Regions from separate parts of the Sus scrofa genome. Here region 1 is linked to region 2. The links are chromatin contacts, called in public HiChIP or PLAC-seq maps. All regions are on one chromosome and are shown on one strand. The core of a region is the stretch at or near the end of the contact, and the rest is flanking DNA. Distances in the headings are between cores, read along the strand shown.

What was found. HiChIP or PLAC-seq counts read pairs in DNA pulled down with a chosen protein or histone mark.
Region 1: a contact with region 2 is called in an H3K27ac HiChIP or PLAC-seq map of skeletal muscle. The contact joins two enhancer-like sites. A contact is called at or near these places in 1 of 47 Hi-C or Micro-C datasets (embryonic fibroblasts) and 1 of 2 datasets of contacts at active chromatin or transcription factors (skeletal muscle).

The regions. Positions count from the first base shown.
Region 1 is chr2:87,636,923-87,642,019 of Sscrofa11.1, forward strand. All of the region lies in intron 6 of ARSB (arylsulfatase B), which reads right to left. Among named protein-coding and RNA genes, the nearest start is that of ARSB, 140 kb to the right of the region's middle. Within about 2 kb of position 1,444, at least 12 of the 83 cell types and tissues checked have an H3K27ac peak or open chromatin away from gene starts, as enhancers often do. A contact at or near this core is called in skeletal muscle, where this site is marked.
Region 2 is chr2:87,341,664-87,346,794 of Sscrofa11.1, forward strand. All of the region lies in intron 4 of LHFPL2 (lipoma HMGIC fusion partner-like 2), which reads right to left. Among named protein-coding and RNA genes, the nearest start is that of SCAMP1, 130 kb to the left of the region's middle. Within about 2 kb of position 2,693, at least 13 of the 83 cell types and tissues checked have an H3K27ac peak or open chromatin away from gene starts, as enhancers often do. A contact at or near this core is called in skeletal muscle, where this site is marked.

The sequences.
Region 1 (5,097 bases), core at 194-2,693, 290 kb after region 2:
GCTAAATTAATTACTTCTTTTTTTGAGGACATGCCAGGTATGTTTATATGTCAAGAAAAGTAGCTCTAGTCCAGAAGTTTAGAACGAACTGGAAGGATGTCAATAGAAGGCACTACTTGCCCAGTGCCAAGGGAGTGGTAAGATACAATGTTAATACTTAAACATTAATTAAGCACCTAGTCTTTGCAAACCACGAGGCATAGGGGTTTGGGCAGTGTTACAGGGCTGTAAAAGTCAGAAGGCTTATTTTCTAGTTGGTGGGGAGAGGAAGGCTTCCCAGAGAAGGTGACACTTGAGCATGAGCAGTGGCCCTGAACAACTGGGTAGGATTCGGAGTTGGGGATGGGCAGAAAGAGGCTGTCCCAGGCAGAGGGGACTAGTACGAGATGGGAATTCACTAATTCTGTTGGCTTCTGGAGGAGAGTTGGACATGCCAGCTGGCTGGAGGTGGGACTGAATAAGAACAGTTTGAAAAGGGTCGGTTGATGCAGTTCCCGGAAACTGTAGAAGATGGCCCTTTTGTTTAGTAGGTAACCGGAAGCCGGTAACATTATTGTGAGCAGGCGTGAAAGGCACATTTTGGAAAGATTCATCTCCCTGCTTGCCATGACCTGATTATTAAGCTTCCCAGATGACTTAGCCCTGTGAAAACACTGCAGCCAGGAATACCCATCATGGGGGTGGGGGTCCCGCACATGGCGACTCTGTAAATTAGCATTCTGCTGCAGAGCCAGAAGAACCCCCCATCAAAGGGCCTCACTGGGCAAGCACTGAGATAGCCCAGAAAGTCCATAAACAACAGAGCAGGAAAAAAAAGCACTCTGAGGTCTGGAACGGCATCGCTGAAAGAAAAGGCAGATACGGGGGCTGCAGGGGAGAGGTTGCATTTTCAGGGGGATGATGAATTAGGTTTAGACATATTGTGTGACATAAGCAATTGAACATGGAGCTTTAGACGTGACAGTGGATATACCGCAGGTGCTGGAGGAATAGAGCCTAAGCTCTGCACTGCGGCCCACAGGGCCTGTGTGATCTGCTCTGGTTCCTCCTGAGGAATGACAGTCCCACGTTTCCTGGCCTCCTTGTAGTTAGTTCTGTGCCAGCGGAATGCGGACAGAGTAGGAGCACAATGTCCAGGCAGGCCCGGGCCTAGAAAGTCCTCTGTGCACAATGTGCTGTGTAGACAGGTGTGCTGGCCTTGGCAGCTCATGAAAAATGGCAGAGCCAAAGATGAAAGGAGCTGTGGTCCCCGAAGCCCCACTGGGATGCGCTGTCTATTGCTCAGGAATACACCCGCCTTGGCCTCTATGCGAATGAGAAACGTCTGCATTGTCTGGATTATCACCAAGTTTAGGTTTGTGCCGGCAGCCAGCGTTCCTTAGCAAATCCATCCCTTCTCTCTTACCCATCCCCTCCGTATGCTCCAACCACACTGGTTTCTTTCAGTTCTTTGCACACACTAAGCTCTGTTGGAACAGCCCTTTCCTCTGCATCTGCTCCTCCCTCTCCCTAGAGTACATTTTTTTTTTCTTTTCTTTTTTGCTGCAGCCTCTGGAAGTTCCTGGGCCAACCTGCACCACAAAGCGACCCGAGCTGCTGCAGTGAGAACGCCTGATCCTTAAGCTGCTGCACCACAAGGGAACTTCAGTCCCTAGAGCACTTTCTACAACTCTTTGCCTGATGAACTCCGTTTCTGGGCATCAGATCAAACAGTACTTTCTCAGAGCGGCCTTTTTTGACCTCTGAAATGAAATTAGGTCAAGCCCTGTTAATCTTTTGTAATCCACATTATAGTCTGCAATTATCTATTTCTTTGTTCGTATGTCTCCCCCTAAAAGTATAAGATCCATAAAAGGCAGAGACCTATTCAGCAACATACTGTGCACTAGCACCGAGCATGGGGTACATATAAACATTACTGCATAAGTGAGTGAGCTGGAGCTCCCAGGGCTGGTTAGACTTGAGAGGGAGCTAAGTGGGGCCAGATGGAGACTTGGCAGCTGGCCAAGCACCCCTTTTGGGAAATTCACATGCGGGGGCAGCACCTGTATCTCAATTCAATCTCACACCCCCAAAAGAATCAGATTTAGAGAAAAGACACTAAAACAATCAAGGAGATAATTCCTATAGGATGAAGAATGGTAGAACTCCCAGGGGGCTTTAGAGGTCGTGTAACGTGAGCTCCCCTTTGCAGAGATGAGGACGTGGACGTTTAGCTCCCTGACCTAAACTGGTGGCCAAGGTGGGATGCTGGTTAGGCATCCAGCTCTGCACTAGGTCCTGCTGAAAACGTGTGCTCTCTTCTGTTGGCACTGATAGCTGAGAAGGAAACTGGCCAGGATGAACCTGCAGTCCTATTGCTCCTTCAGAGGGTACCTCATGAAGTTCTTGTGATGGATTTAGATGAACTCCTAAGATGTTAACTCCAGCATCTGTTCTCCTGGATGGTTAAAGAGAAGGAGGAGGGCTGTTTGTAAGGATGAGGAGGACACATCTACGTCCATATTTGGTTGTGTTTGCTCGCCTGAAAGTGAAACAAGTGCTTACGCGGATGAGATAAAGAGCTTGCCTCAGAGGAATAAAGAGCAGACACCCTGGGACCTGGAAAGTGGCATCTGCCTCTCCCCATGGGATTGCTCTGCTCTCACAGAGAGTGTTTCCGCTCGCATGTGGGAGCTGGGCTCCAGCCCCGAAACTGACAATTCACCATCATCTGGTTCCCTGCGCACAGGGGACACTTGTATTAATATGGTGAGACGGGCTTGTCAGTCCTCTGGTATCTATTGGAACACTTGAGAGAAAGTCGGCAGCTTACGGGGGCTTTTCCAAAAGAAATTGTCGCTGCTAAAAAGTGATTTCCACACACGTTTCTGCTTCCCTTGATCAGGAGCTAATTCCTGGGCTGTTGAAATGGCTGCCACTGGGCTTGGCACAGCAAAGCAGGTGCTGCTGTGAAGAATGCCAGAGGAGCAGAGGAAGCCCTAGATTTGCACTGTCCTGCCTGCTCCACTCTTGCAAAGCTTTCTTGGGGTCAGGTCATCCAAGTTCCCACAGAAAAGTGCTGGTCTCCTTGGCTGGAGGGCCTGCATCAGCCATCTGCTTCCCTGCTTATGGCTGCTTTCCTGTTTTATCCAGCCCCCGGCCTTTCCAGAGGTTCAAATGAGGCTGGAACGCCTCCTCTATGAAACCCAGTAATTTATTCATACTTCAACATGTATTTTTTGAGCATAGACACTATACCTGGTGCCATGTCAGGAAGTGGGTTATTCCATTCAGTGAGTATTTATTAAGCATCTACTAGGTACTGGGAACTGTGCTCCAGCGCCATCCTCTGCAGGTCAGGAGCTCTGGCTCTAGCAAAGGGCCTATTGCTTGTTTCAGGGGTCTGACCCTTGCACTTCAAGGCAGCCGGCAGAACCAGACAGGATGCCTGACAGTCCTGCTGAGTCAAGGGTATAAGCGGAGTGCCCAGATGGCCCTAAGTCTCTTTAGCCATTAATGTTTTGCGAATAGAAAGAAATGCTCCTTAGTTTCAAGGAGCTCACCTAAGATATATGCAGCGTTAGACTCCTGCCAAAAGAAACAGAAAGGCCAGGGGAAAGGTGCACTCTCAGGATTAGTCAGGGCTCACATAGATGCAATTCAAACTGTGAGCTGGAAAGAAAAAGAGAGTTTCACTCTGGCTTAGGTGGAAACTAGTTCATCTTCTAATTGCTTTGCCACCCGCTCCAAACCCACCTGCCATGGAGGTTAGAGGATCTGGTCAATGTAATCACATAAGCTTCCCTGATGAAAGGAGAGAGTAAGTCAGAGAGGAGAGGAAGGTGGGACGGCACCGGATTTTCTTGTGATGGAAGAAACGGAAGCCATGGAACAAATCTGACTTCATAAGCAGTGTGCAACAGCCACTGGGAGGCAAAGGGTGAGAGTTCAGAGGGATCAGAGGAAATCTCTTGACAACAGCCACTGATACTTAGATACTTAATACACTAAAATGAACAGCCAGAGGCAGACATGGAAGCTGTAATTAATAGATGCTTTCAGAGCAGATCCAGGAGAGGAGACAGAGTGGGTGGTTCTACTTTCACAGATGCTAATGGGTCCATGGGGACTGGCCCTTCTGTCCCCAAGGGGTGGGCTAGGGCTGTCTGCCTGTCCCCCACCTCCCGACTCACTTGCAAGGCTCCCAGCTCAAGGGCAGCAGTCCTCACAGCGGCGCACTTGTGGGGCATCAGGACAATGTGGCCAGGAGTTCCCTCTGTCCTCAAAGCTCAAGTCTCCTATAAAATCAAGGCCACCTGAGGACAAGGATTATATCTTCAAGTTCCTTTAAAATTAGTAGCTCAGGAAGGGCATCATAAATCTTTGTCTTTCCCGGCAATGTTCCTGGATCTCCTGGCCAGAGAGCACTGGTGGGGTCTGGGCATCGGCTTCCAGGGTTTTGCGAGAACAATGCACGGACACGTTTTCTTAGAAACAGGAAGTTCCTCAGTGATCTACTCAAAGCGACACACACAGGAGAGTGACTAAATTAACATTCAGATTTCAAAGGGACAGCTGAAAACACCAAAGCTTTTCCCTAGTGATTGCTGAATGGTGCAACAAGCATCAGACTGAATCCCACAGTCACATCGAGTTTACCTGTATACTGGGTCACCTCCTGCATGTGCCCCTTATCTGTGGTGAGAATCTGACACTTCAGCTACATGTCAGAGCAGAGTCAATTCAGCAAAGCCCACAGGCAGCTACTAATCCATTATTAGAATGTACACTTTAATCAGTGATTTTATACCAATTATGTAACGAAGATTTAAGAAGACTAGAAGAGAATGAAGTGATTAGGAAGAAAAGTGTCCTTCTGTTTCTTTCTTTCTTTCTTTCTTTTTTTTTTTTTTTTTTTTTTTTGCTTTTTAGGGCCGAACTGCAGCATATGGAGGTTCCCAGGCTAGGGGTCAAATTGGAGCTTTAGCTGCCAGCCTTTGCCAGAGCCACAGCAACGCAGGATCCAAGCCGAGTCTGTGACCTACACCACAGCTCACCAGATCTTTAACACACTGAGCAAGGCCAGGGATTGAACTCGCATCCTCATGGATACTA
Region 2 (5,131 bases), core at 1,443-3,942:
CAAGTTTATGGACAAGCTAGACTGGGCCCAACTTTGACATGTAATAACTCTGCTTTGTAGGCTAGACCAGAAATGGGAGGTCAAGGGGTTCATTGGTAATGAAAAGGGTTTTCAGCTGATAACCACAGTGTCTTTGCAGAGCCGATTACAGCTACATGTCATTTTGGTACATGATCAATAACATTAGAGGTTCTTAACCAACATGATGTTCCGAGGGGAAGGAGAGGAAAAGTGAAGAATTGAGTGTCAATAATTTTTTTTAAAGCTTGTGTTAATGCTTATGCCATTTCCCTGGAGGAGTCTAGTAGGGTACTTGTTTTCTACTAAAAACACTTCCATGGAATTATAATTAGCAAGAAAAATGAGGGAGAATGGATGACAGAGCAATAAAGAGAATTCTCTGGAAGACAATCAGGGCATAGTTGTCATAAAAAGACCTTACTGCCAAGGCCCCCCGAGGACGTTTCTGTTCTAATTACTCAAAATTAATGACCGTCAATTAAGAATTGTCAGATGCCTCCAGAATATGTGGGGGAAACAATCCATAAGAAAGATGCAATTTCTTCCATGTTGAAGCCTCTCTAAGCCTTTATCAGCAATGATTCACGTTAATATGCAAATTACTGCACTGGCAGTTTCCGAAGCCGTAACTCTTACTTGTTAAAATGCATCCCAACAAACTAATTCAGTCAGATTATTCCTCCCTATTGAGTTAGTGATAAAATTTTACTTCACATTCCAAGTGAGAAGCTGTCTCCTAAACTGTTCTATGCAACTGGAAGAAATTTATAAAATATTTCTTGATAAATTATTTATCCAATATGTAGGATTAGAAAGAACTCCTATTTGACTGCAACCAAAATACACTGATAACTCAAAATAAGCTGTTGAAATAAAATGCAGTGTATAGTAGAATAAGACACCTAAAATGTTTAATTATTAAGCTCTGAAATCTTCAGGACAATAATTTCTTGCCTGCTCAAGTTTGGGGATCCAGATAATGTTAAATAATTCCTGCCACAAAGTAGGTGCCATCTTTTTAACGCTAGAACCCTGGGGTTGGCCTCTAAACTCTAAAGACATAGCCACTAAATATTTTGGCTTAAAGTTTTAAAATCCTGGCTTCATTTTCTCAATATGTCTATTTTAGATTTCATCTCTACTAGGAGCTAATTTTTAAAAAAAGAGGTTGTAGGCCATGTAATAAAGCCATTGGGAAGCCTCTATACAACAACTGAACTCATATTTATGGCTGGTTAGTGCAGTTTTTTTTTTTTAATTGAATTATAGTTAATTTACAATGTTGTGAAGTGTAGTTCTTCATAGGAGACAGATTACTTCTGAAATGATGCGACAGCTTAGAAGAATACCACCACTGCATTAAGCTCTTAAAACAGAGGGCCTTGAACTGCCTGTGTAAATACTCAGAGCCATACTTAAGCAATTATTTTTTACTGGAATTTGAACATAGATCACCCATGGCTCCATGATAATTTATGTCTGCAATTAAGTGGTTACCATAGCAAAACACTTTTTATTTGCATATCAATTGCAAATTACATCTAAATTTTAAGAGAGTTTGCAATTTCCTTCTACATTTTCCAACTGATTCTTTAAGAGAGCTCTGTCTGTAGATTTACTCAAATTAATACCTTCTTGGTCCACTTGCTCTTAGGCAGTAGTTTTTCCTCTAATGATACAGTTGAATTCTTTTGTTCCCTTTATACATGATACATTTTTCCCCCTTCTTCTCTAGGAGGCAGCTTCTGAGGCAGTGGCTCTCTGAAATGGCTAGTGAGCAGAAACTCAGGAAGTTGTAGACCTGAGTCTAAGGCCGTTGAATTTAGTGGGCATCCAATGAAAGCTCCTTGAATTGAAATTTAATTCTGGCCCGCCTTATAATATCTCTGCATTCTTTAGTTTTCCTCAACGAGGAACTGGTAAATTGTCATCATCAGCAGTACTCTTAAATGGACGCAGACAGAGAACTGCTAGGCCTGACTTCTGGTGGAGGGGCCGTGTGGAAGGCCAGGAATCTGGCGCCTCCTCTGGACAAGCTGGAAGCTTCTGGTGCCTTGTTCTAAGAAGGAGGAGCAGGGGGTGCTCCCTTTACTTTCCTCATGCCTTTCCTTTGAAGGCATTTTGAAGTTGGGCAACCAAGGTCACATCGCCTTCTCAGAGAGAGCCAGGTGAATTTCTCAGGTATCAAATGGGGCCAGGCTTCTGGAAGAGGCAAGCATCTCTTGCCTTCTCCCTACGCTTCCCAAGCTCTGTTCTTACTTCTCTCCTCTCCAGTGATGACCTGATTTTTTGGCTTGGGAGTGAACAGGTCAGGTTTGGGAAAAGTCAAAATGGATGCAGCGACCAGGATGAGCTGCCTTTATCTTCTGACGCTAAGGTTATCTTTCGCCCTGTGAAACACAGCCACGAGGGTGCCAAGCCCCAAACAGTGATCACGTGCATGTCACGGGCCCGCCGAAGCAGAGCCATTCCACCAGCCCCCAAAACAAAACCCTCAGCTTGTCTTCTCCCTCGGAGTCTTCTCCTCTGACTCTTTTCCTTTCCTTTTCTGCACTGTTCTCCTTCGCCCTCCATCATGGCTTGCTTCCAAGAAGCAAGCTCCCGAGCTACTGCCAGCGAGAGCGGGCCTTGAACCCAGCCAGAGCAGAGCCCCGCCCCATCGCCACCTCTCCAGACACACCGATGGCGGTTTGCTGGGGCCATCCTGTTGGGCTGAAACGGGTGTAGACAGGGGGTACAGGGGCTAGAGAGCGTGAGAGCCAACCAAACGCCAAGCAGCGCACGAGCATGTGCAGGACTGGAAGGCAGCAGGCAGCTGCTGCAACCCTCGTGGCGACCCCACTGGAACAGTCCCAGCCAGCGCCGAAGCCAACTCCTGATCTCATTGTGATGGCTCTGTCCCAAACCTGAGTCCCTGAGAGGGTCTTAGAGTCCGCATACTTCTAAGAGGGACCTCCAAGCATTTCCAAACCCAAACTGCTCGATGCTGTCATGGAAAACCTGGATATGTGCATCTACACTCTCACTGTGGAGCACATCCAGGTCACAGCCTAAGGAAGGCAGCTGGCGACAGATGACCCTGCTGGCCGATTCCCCAGCTTTTGTAATGAATCCCAGAGGGCTATGTGTGTTTCTGGTTCTGCCAGAAGTCCTGGGCGAATCCTCACCCAGTGAAGACCTATCAGCCTGTGATTTATTCTGCAAGGGGAGCCTGAGAACCTGCAACTCAACCGCTAGAAGCTGCCTCCAGAAAGGAAAGGAATGGAGAATGTATGTGTCAGGGAAGAGGCGTGAGAGGACGAAGTTCTTTGCTTTCCTGTCAATTCAGCTTGGGGAAAAAAAAAAAAAATGCCTGAGGACACCCAGAGGCACATCGGAGCCCCAGGACTGCTACTGGGAGGCCAGGGAATGGCTGTGTATGATGAAATCATGTCTGATTTCAATAGAACAAGGGCAATTCTAAAGTCCATAAAAGATACCCCTAGTCCTTAGAATGCAACAACTATAGGAAACACAAAAAAATGTACTTTAGTACCTGAAATATTTCCATCATCATAATCATCATATAGCTTATATTTACCACCACTTACTATTTACTATGTGCCACTGTGCTTAAAAACCTTTCTCACATATTTTTCTAATTTAATCCTTAAGACAGGTGTGAACTACTATTATACCCATTTTTAAGTGAGAAAACAGGCTTAGAGACGAGGTAAACTGGTCAATATTTCACAGCCACTTTTAGGTGAGGTCAGGGCTGAGCCAAGGCAGGTGAGGCTTGAGCTCTCACTGCTGCTATGAGTACTGAACAGCCAGGGCATCTGTGCACAAGTGTCAGCTGGGAGTCAGCTGGATGTCTACCATTAGGTGAGGCCTTGAGGGCAAATCCTGCTATCGGGACTAGCTTAATAGTCAAGAGTTGTTGGCAGTTCCTGTCGTGCCACAGTAGTTAACAAATCTGACTAGGAACCATGAGGTTGCAGGTTCAATCCCTGGCCTTGTTCAGTGGGTTAAGGATCTGGCATTGCTGTGACCTGTGGTTAGGTCACAGACATGGCTCGGATCCTGCGTTGCTGTGGCTCTGGTGTAGGCTGGCGGCTACAGCTCTGATTAGACCCCTAGCCTGGGAATCTCCATATGCCACGAGAGCAGCCCAAGAAATGGCAAAAAAAAAAAAAAAAAAAAAAAAAAAAAAAAGTCAAGAGTTGTTGTTAAGTAACTCGGATTTTGAGATTTCCACTGACTTCTAAAATCAAAATACTAAGATTTTGATGCCTTATACTGTGCACAGTGACAGCTATACAAGCCGGTGGCTTTTAAGCTTACGTGTAGTAAAAGAATATGCTTACAACAGCTTGTAATTTTTCACCCAGTTACAGTTTACAAAAAAGTCCTTTTTTTGCCAAAATGCAAGTTGTAGGAACAAACACACTCCGAGTATATTTCTAAAGAATCCTTTTGCTGTTCTGGCAGCAGCCTCCTTTCTCACCATTTGTTTCAATGTTGAATAGATCCCGGGTTGAGAGAGGGGTTGCGGGGAGGGGAGAGACTGATGCTCACAGCTGCGGCAGTCCTTGGCTGAGACTGGGGTGACCAGATGCTCTCACAGACCAGCCAAGAGGACAGAAAGTACAGTCAGCTGCTCCAGACCCTGGGGGGTGGGCAACTCTCTCAGCCAGAGATTCAGGGGCCCCAGCTGCCCCTTATGTGGGCTTAAACTGCCCGGAGGAGACCTCTATTAACGAGCAAAACAGCCCACTGGGCATCTCTTACAGATGTGCACCTCCTCCCAACCTGAAGGAGTTGGCTGACCAGTGTTCAGTCCATCTTTCCCAAGATTTCTTCTCAAAGGGGTGCTGCTGGACTGGGGGGAAGGGGTCAAGAGAAACCACTTTCCTCTATTTTTAGTTCTTAGCCTTAGATCAGTGCCCTCTAGAGATGCAAAATCTGACACAGTAGAGAAAGCTCTGCCTCTTGGCAATTTTGAGTAATTTCAGACTTCTGGAGATCCTATATGCATACGCAGAGCACGTTAGTGAAAGGGGGTGAGGAGAAAGATTTCTTTTAGAAAATCAAGGCTTTTGGAAGAGACAGGTGGCCAACAGAGCAG